2 separate regions of the Rattus norvegicus genome follow, and region 2 is linked to region 1. The links are chromatin contacts, called in public Hi-C maps. All regions are on one chromosome and are shown on one strand. The core of a region is the stretch at or near the end of the contact, and the rest is flanking DNA. Distances in the headings are between cores, read along the strand shown.

The links. Hi-C and Micro-C count contacts between places; a contact is called where the count stands out from the background.
Region 2: a contact with region 1 is called in a Hi-C map of the A7r5 cell line, with 2.5 times the contacts expected there. The contact joins two enhancer-like sites. A contact is called at or near these places in 2 of 12 Hi-C or Micro-C datasets (the A7r5 cell line and hepatocytes).

What each region holds. Positions count from the first base shown.
Region 1 is chr6:33,916,747-33,920,026 of GRCr8, reverse strand. The region is part of intron 3 of Klhl29 (kelch-like family member 29); the gene reads left to right. It overlaps LOC120103500 (a long non-coding RNA gene), which reads right to left. Exons shown (of 2, transcript XR_005505754.2): 2 at 1,745-2,734. Among named protein-coding and RNA genes, the nearest start is that of Klhl29, 190 kb to the left of the region's middle. Within about 2 kb of position 1,531, at least 28 of the 93 cell types and tissues checked have an H3K27ac peak or open chromatin away from gene starts, as enhancers often do. A contact at or near this core is called in the A7r5 cell line, where this site is marked.
Region 2 is chr6:34,204,791-34,207,823 of GRCr8, reverse strand. It overlaps LOC120103502 (a long non-coding RNA gene), which reads right to left. Exons shown (of 6, transcript XR_005505756.2): 3 at 1,592-1,714. Among named protein-coding and RNA genes, the nearest start is that of Klhl29, 96 kb to the right of the region's middle. Within about 2 kb of position 1,438, at least 6 of the 93 cell types and tissues checked have an H3K27ac peak or open chromatin away from gene starts, as enhancers often do. A contact at or near this core is called in the A7r5 cell line, where this site is marked.

The DNA.
Region 1 (3,280 bases), core at 282-2,781:
GCTTTGAAACATTGAAGGTTCAATAGTAAATGCCTGCCGAATTTAATGTAATCAAATTGCTGGGTTGAGGCAGAAAGTGTGTGTACTGGTAGACATTGGTTCCCCATCCCGGGCCCAGGACTGGGCCAGGAGAAGGTAAAAAGGGCCTGACCTGCAGTCTGAAGACCCTACGCCTCCCCTAGTGAAAGAAATATTGATTCTGCTGTTTGTTTTACAAGGAAGCTGTCCCTACAGGGACAGCCAGATCTGGTGCGAGTGAAATGGAAACTCGGAGGAAGGCTGGGCTTGTAGCTGAACTATTAATAGGACTGCCCGAGCCCTGCAGTGCCAAGAAGAGGCTATGTCTGTGTGATGCCCCTAGACAGTGGCTTGGGAGGGCAGAATTATTGGGGGTCCTGCCCTCCATGACTGTTCACCTCAGTTCTGCTCTTTTCTGCAGTCCATGGTAACTTCCTTGACAGGATGCTTTAGTTGGGAGCCCAGGACCCCAGGCAGGAGTACCTGCCACCAGTTTGCCATATCAGAAGGGTCAGCATGCAAAAGGCACATTTGGGATCTGAAGGTGGCCAGGGTTGGGAAGCAAACTTTTTTACTCTGCCTCGGAGGAAATTCTGAGTTCAGCAAAGACGGGCCAACTCAAACAGCTCTGAGTACTGCACAGGGTGGATGTTAACTCTGCCACCCCAGGTCTGAAGATCTTCCCCCAGTTTAAGACTCAACGATCTTTAGAAGGGGGTGCTGATGACATCCAAGAACAGGGCAGAAGAGGCTGCTAGGTACAACTCTACAGCGCTGTACACTTAACAGCTCTCAACAGCCATGCTGGTGCCTACCATATTATGACAGCCTGCAGAGGCACACAGCTGATCGTGGGAGACCTTTGCTGTTCTGCTGAAGAAGGGCTCCCTGTTTAAACCCCTCCCCTTAAAAGACCACAAGCCTCTATGCCAGTGATTCCCAAGCTTCCTAATGCTGAGTGACCCTTTAATACAGCTCCTCTTGGTGTGGTGACCCTGCCCCCCACCATAAAGTTATCTTGTTGCTACTTTAATTTTGCTACCATTAGAAATTGTTATACATTGTAATGTGATTTGTGACCCTGTGGGAATCACCACTTACAGGGTGAGAGCCACTGCTGTACACAGCATCTATGGTGAGCCTGTCTGGGTAGCGGGGTTGTCTTACACCTTTTTTATCCTATATTTCCCTTACAGTTTACCTGCCGTGGTACCCGTGTCGTAGCTCATATTCTGAAGTTGGAATGCAACACTCTAGGCTCTGGTTTCTCTACAAGGCCCTGGTTTGGCTTGGCCCTTTTCCCTGCTCTGTTTGCCCAGCTCTGGCTTGTGTATTTGTGCATTTCATGCTCTGCCTCCAGATTTCCCCAGTTTGTTTCCTGTGGGTTTCGATTTGGGTGTTTTTCATATCTATCCCCCCCACAAAAATATGTGAACTGCTATTCAAGACCTTAAAACTCAGGAAGCCTGGGGTGCAATAAATTCCATCCACACTCCAGGCACGTTGCCCAGGCTCCACATTCCTTTGCAGACCTATTAGAAGGTCTGAATGTGGCCAACCCTAAGCTGAGATCCCCCACCTACAGAGAGGCCAGACTGTCTCTCTAGGCCTGGACTTCGGGGGCAGCATCTGCTGTTAGCCCTCCAGCAGCCCAGTACCCCTATAAGTCCTCATGGCTTCAGTGGCCTATGCCCAGAGCCAGGCTAGCAGGGCACACCATGCAGAGTGAGCAGCAAATCGAAGTGTTCTTTATTTGGGGAAGGGTGGTGGAGCTCTAAGAGAACGTTCATTTGTTTATGCGGACTCTACATAGGCATCTCCTCCTTTTACTGGGCATTAAGAACTGGAATGGAACCAAGCCTCTGCCTTTGTACTTTCTTGATACTACACAGAGACAGATACGATTTTAAAAAAAAAAAGCCAAGTCTAGCTAAAAATACATACTGCGTAGTTCGACATAGTGGCTTACGCCTTTAATCCCAGCACTCAGAAGGAAGAGGCAGATGGATCTCTGAGTTCAAGGCCAGCCTGGTCCAGAACAGCCAGAGCTGCACAGAGAAACCCTGTCTCAAAAAAGCAAAAACAAAAAAAGTACGTACTGCTCTTGTAGAGAATCCAAGTTCAGACCCGATCACCCACACTAGATACCTCATAACTGCCTGTAGCTCCAATTCCAGAGGACACAGCGCCCCCTTCTGGACTCTGTGGGTACCTGCGCTTACATGTACACATACAAACATACGCATGTATTTTTTTTTTAAATAAAAATAAATCTTTTTAAAAAAAGGAACTCTCAGGAAGATGAAATATTAACCCAGGAAAAGAAGTTAGAGATGCCAAGATGGGAGGTCAGTTTGAGACTTAACAGATATCAGAGTTGTCTGTGTGGTAGCCACGCCCTGGAGCTATGGCAAAATATCTTAGGCTGGGTGACTTGTAAATCACATACATTCTAGAAACCAGAGAGTCCAAGATCAGGGCATTAGCACAGTTAATGTTCAAGAGAGGCCCTTTCCTTCCAATATGGTACCTCCTGGGTATGTCAAAACCTGGCGTAGGGTCCTAATCCTCTTCAGGAAGGCTCCACACTCCTGACATAAGCACCAACAAAGCCCCCATCTTCACACACTGTCGCCTTGGAGTACGCTAGATCTTGAGGGGAAGCACTCAGACCACGGCCCCAGTGAGCACGTGTTAGGCTGTGCCAGGCTGTCCGCTGAAAGAGACAAGGGCAAAGCTGGACTCCATTCATCCCGCCTCTCTGTCATCTCAGCTCTCCCTGGGATCCACACTCTGCTTTCTGGGCAAGCCATGGGGCTCAAGAGCACTTGTCATACTTCTCCCACATGACCCCATGACCCTTCATAGCCCAATACCCTCCTGAAGGTTCCCCTTCCTGCTACTGTTCTGCACTCCTCACCCAGGCATTGTTTCTGGGTCTCTCTTCCTACTCCTCCTACAGGGAAGTTGATGTGTCCCTGCTCGAAGCTTGGTGTGGAAATTTGGCTCTTGACCCCAGAGATATCACTTTCCCTCTCCCCCACCCTCTCTGTCTGTCTCTGTGTTTCTGTCTGTGTGTGTATGTGTTTTTCTGTCTCTGCGTGTGGACATGTGCCTGCATGTGTAGACCAGAGCTCAACCTCTCCTGTGTCACCCCTCTGGTACCCACCTTGCTTCTTGAAAAAGCAGGGCCTCTCACTGGCCTAAAATTTACCAGGCAGGATATGCTGGCTGGCAGCTGTCTTCCCACCCCAACCCCCAA
Region 2 (3,033 bases), core at 189-2,688, 290 kb before region 1:
GGTCTCAAGTCCAATGCCTCTGTCTTTCTTCCCCTCCTGTGTTCACCATCCTAAGAGTATTGTGAGAAGGCCTGAGATGAAACCACATCCTAGCATCTATTCCCCTGGTCCGACCTGGCTGCCATTGCTCAAGGTCAGAAGTCCTAACATGGAATGCCCCAAAGATGCCCAATGTATTTACCATCTCCAAGTCCTGCTCGCTCTACTTGATCAGAATGGTTACTCTAAAACATCCATTCAATCAAACCACATCTTAGCAATTTTCACATTCACCCTGGTGACCAAAGTGTGGGCAGACTGCTATAAGGACATTCAAGAGCCTGGACTTGATCTTTTTGAATGTTTCCTCTTATACACTGTATAGACCAATTAGACTACCCACTAATCCCTGGAAATGGGGCTAGAATTCCTGCCTCTAGACAGTCATTTATGATGCTGTTCCCTTTCGTTGCAAGGCCAAGATAATGTCTGTTTATTCGTATCCCGCTCATTATTCAAGGTTTAGCTCAAATACCACTTCCTCCCCTAAACAAATGTTCCTTCAGCGTATGAACCCTATAAAGCTATAACACAGCTTGCTAAGAGCTCTTACCTGCTTCAACAACAGCAACAAAACAAGCTTACTAGTCATGGTCTGGCCTCTCTGCTATTTATGAGTCTGCCTTGCCTGGCATACCAATCCTTGGGGCAGAAGTCATTTCCTATTAATCTTGATATTTCTTCTGCATAGTAAAGTAGCTTGTGTCTAATAGGCATTAAATATATATTTGTTGACTGAATAACTGAATGAAAGACTTCCCTGGAGTTCTGATTTGTACAGGAGAATGTGAGAGAGAGAGGAGAGGAAATAAGGCTACCTAATTTTATCTAGAATTTTTTGGCACTTATCATACTGAAGTAGGTAACCATTCTTGAAGTATGTCAGGTTAAATGTCACTTCTGGCATATAAGGAGAGGCGGGCTGTTGCCTCTAGACTAGATGGAGTTCTTTTCTTGTGCAATGAATCACACACACACACACACACACACACACACACACACACACTTCTGCGTGAACTCATGCACGGACACACCTGTTGTGAGTAGTCAGTCATACCAGACATACCAGACAGAGGAGCTGGAAAAGGTATTTCTTTCCCACACTGGTTTTCCTCCAAATGAAGTGTAAAGGAATAGCTTCACATTCTCAACATCTCTCCCCAGGTCTACTCATATTTATTGCATTTATTGTCATTTTGATCTTGACCTGGGTCAGGGTATTCTGGGGGCCTCCTTTTCCCTTTGTCATTGAAAAAAAGGTTCCCTACCACATGCCCTTCTAGCACATGGCTGTTCTTCTAAGCTGTGGTTTTTATCTAGATACAAATCCTACTGCAAGGGGCAGCCCCGCCCAAGCTGTCGAGGGAACAGTAGCTAAGTGGGATGGACTATGGGAGTCAGTGTGAAGTAATCAGCATGCCTAAGACATGAGCTCAGTCCTCCCACAGACTCCTGGGTAATATGAGCACTGCCTTGATCCCCATTTGCCTAATCATCTTATCTCCGTCTCAGTTGTCTTTGGACCATCAAGACATACAGAAATGATACTCACTGAACTTTCCTCAAATTGTTCAGTCTTCTCTTCTGACTGCTGTGATGTGGCCATCCGTGTTCCTCTCCTGATTTCTGGCTCCGGGAGGCCTGGCCCATCTCTCCTGTTCCGTGTTTCCAAAGCCTAGCAGTGACAAATGTATTGAATAGTCATCCTTGATAAATACCAGTTTAGATTGAGATTTAATCAACGATGCTAGTGAAAAACTTAAAAGAATGAAATGGGGGAAGTAGCTATGCCACATGATGGTACATCAAAGACTGGAGGGGAAGAGGAAAGAGGAAGAAGAAACAGAGGCAGTAACAGGAAGAGAGGAATAAAAGAGAAAGGGGGAGCTAAAGAGGAATATGGTAAGAGAAGGTTAACCCATAAGGCAAAAGAAGGATGCCCAGGGTTCCCTCTTTACTGTCAGCTATAAAGCCAGGGGATAGAAAGGAGGATCTAGGTGCATTCATCTTGGCTCTATTCCTTTTCTTGTGCAGGGAATCACAAACACTTAGGCGCACACACGCATACATGCACAAGCACAACTGTCCTCAGCTAGAAAGCCAATGGATATTAAAAGACGAAGTAGGTCCACCACCCCTGGCTCTAACCCTTCACTGTCTTGGTGTCTATCACCCATCAGTAAGCAGTCACTTACTGCCCTTCTGTCAGTGGGGCTTCTGGGAAAAGGACAAGGCGAATACAGATGAGAGTGTTTTGGAGGGAGGAAGCCTCATCCAAGAGAAGGAATGACTGTGTTCGGAAGGCAAAAGGTTATCTCCAAATCATGACCCTGAAAAGCCAGACTACCCAGCAAGCTTGGAAAGCAGCCAAACAGCAGCTACCAGCTCTTCCTGCCTCACCTTCCCCAAGGCCAAGGTGCCATCTCCCCGCACAGACTCCCAGTCTTCTGCTGTTCAAGTCTCATTATCTTTCTATTTATCCAGTAGAGCTGGGTACTTGATCAAAGCTATTGGCTCTGTAAGTCACTCAAATGCATCAAAACCTGAGACATTTATGATGGTTCCAGGATATATATCTGTGTGATCTATCTCCTTGGCAAGGTGGCAGGCTCCCGTGGAATCCAGAAACATCTCTTTTCCAAATATGTATGAAAGAAGGAACCTAAGGTCTCCTGGAACTCTGCCTCCTAGCAATTCATCTCCCAGAGCCTGGTGACAAAGGACAAAGGGCAACAGAAGTCCTTGGAAAATACCCAGATAAAATAAGGTGAGCTATTTTCTGTTAGCCTGATGTACAGATGAACTAGCATGGTCAGGCAGCATTCACCAATGAATATTGCCAGAGCCAGGCACAGATTTTCAAAGGAAATGCAGCTCTCCTCATAAGACAGAAGCCATGTTGTTTCCCCTACAAGGTGTTTTACCACAAAATGGTCTTTGAACATTTATAGCCCTGAGGTAGGTTGGTAAGCAAGATTAGCAATGCTATTATTA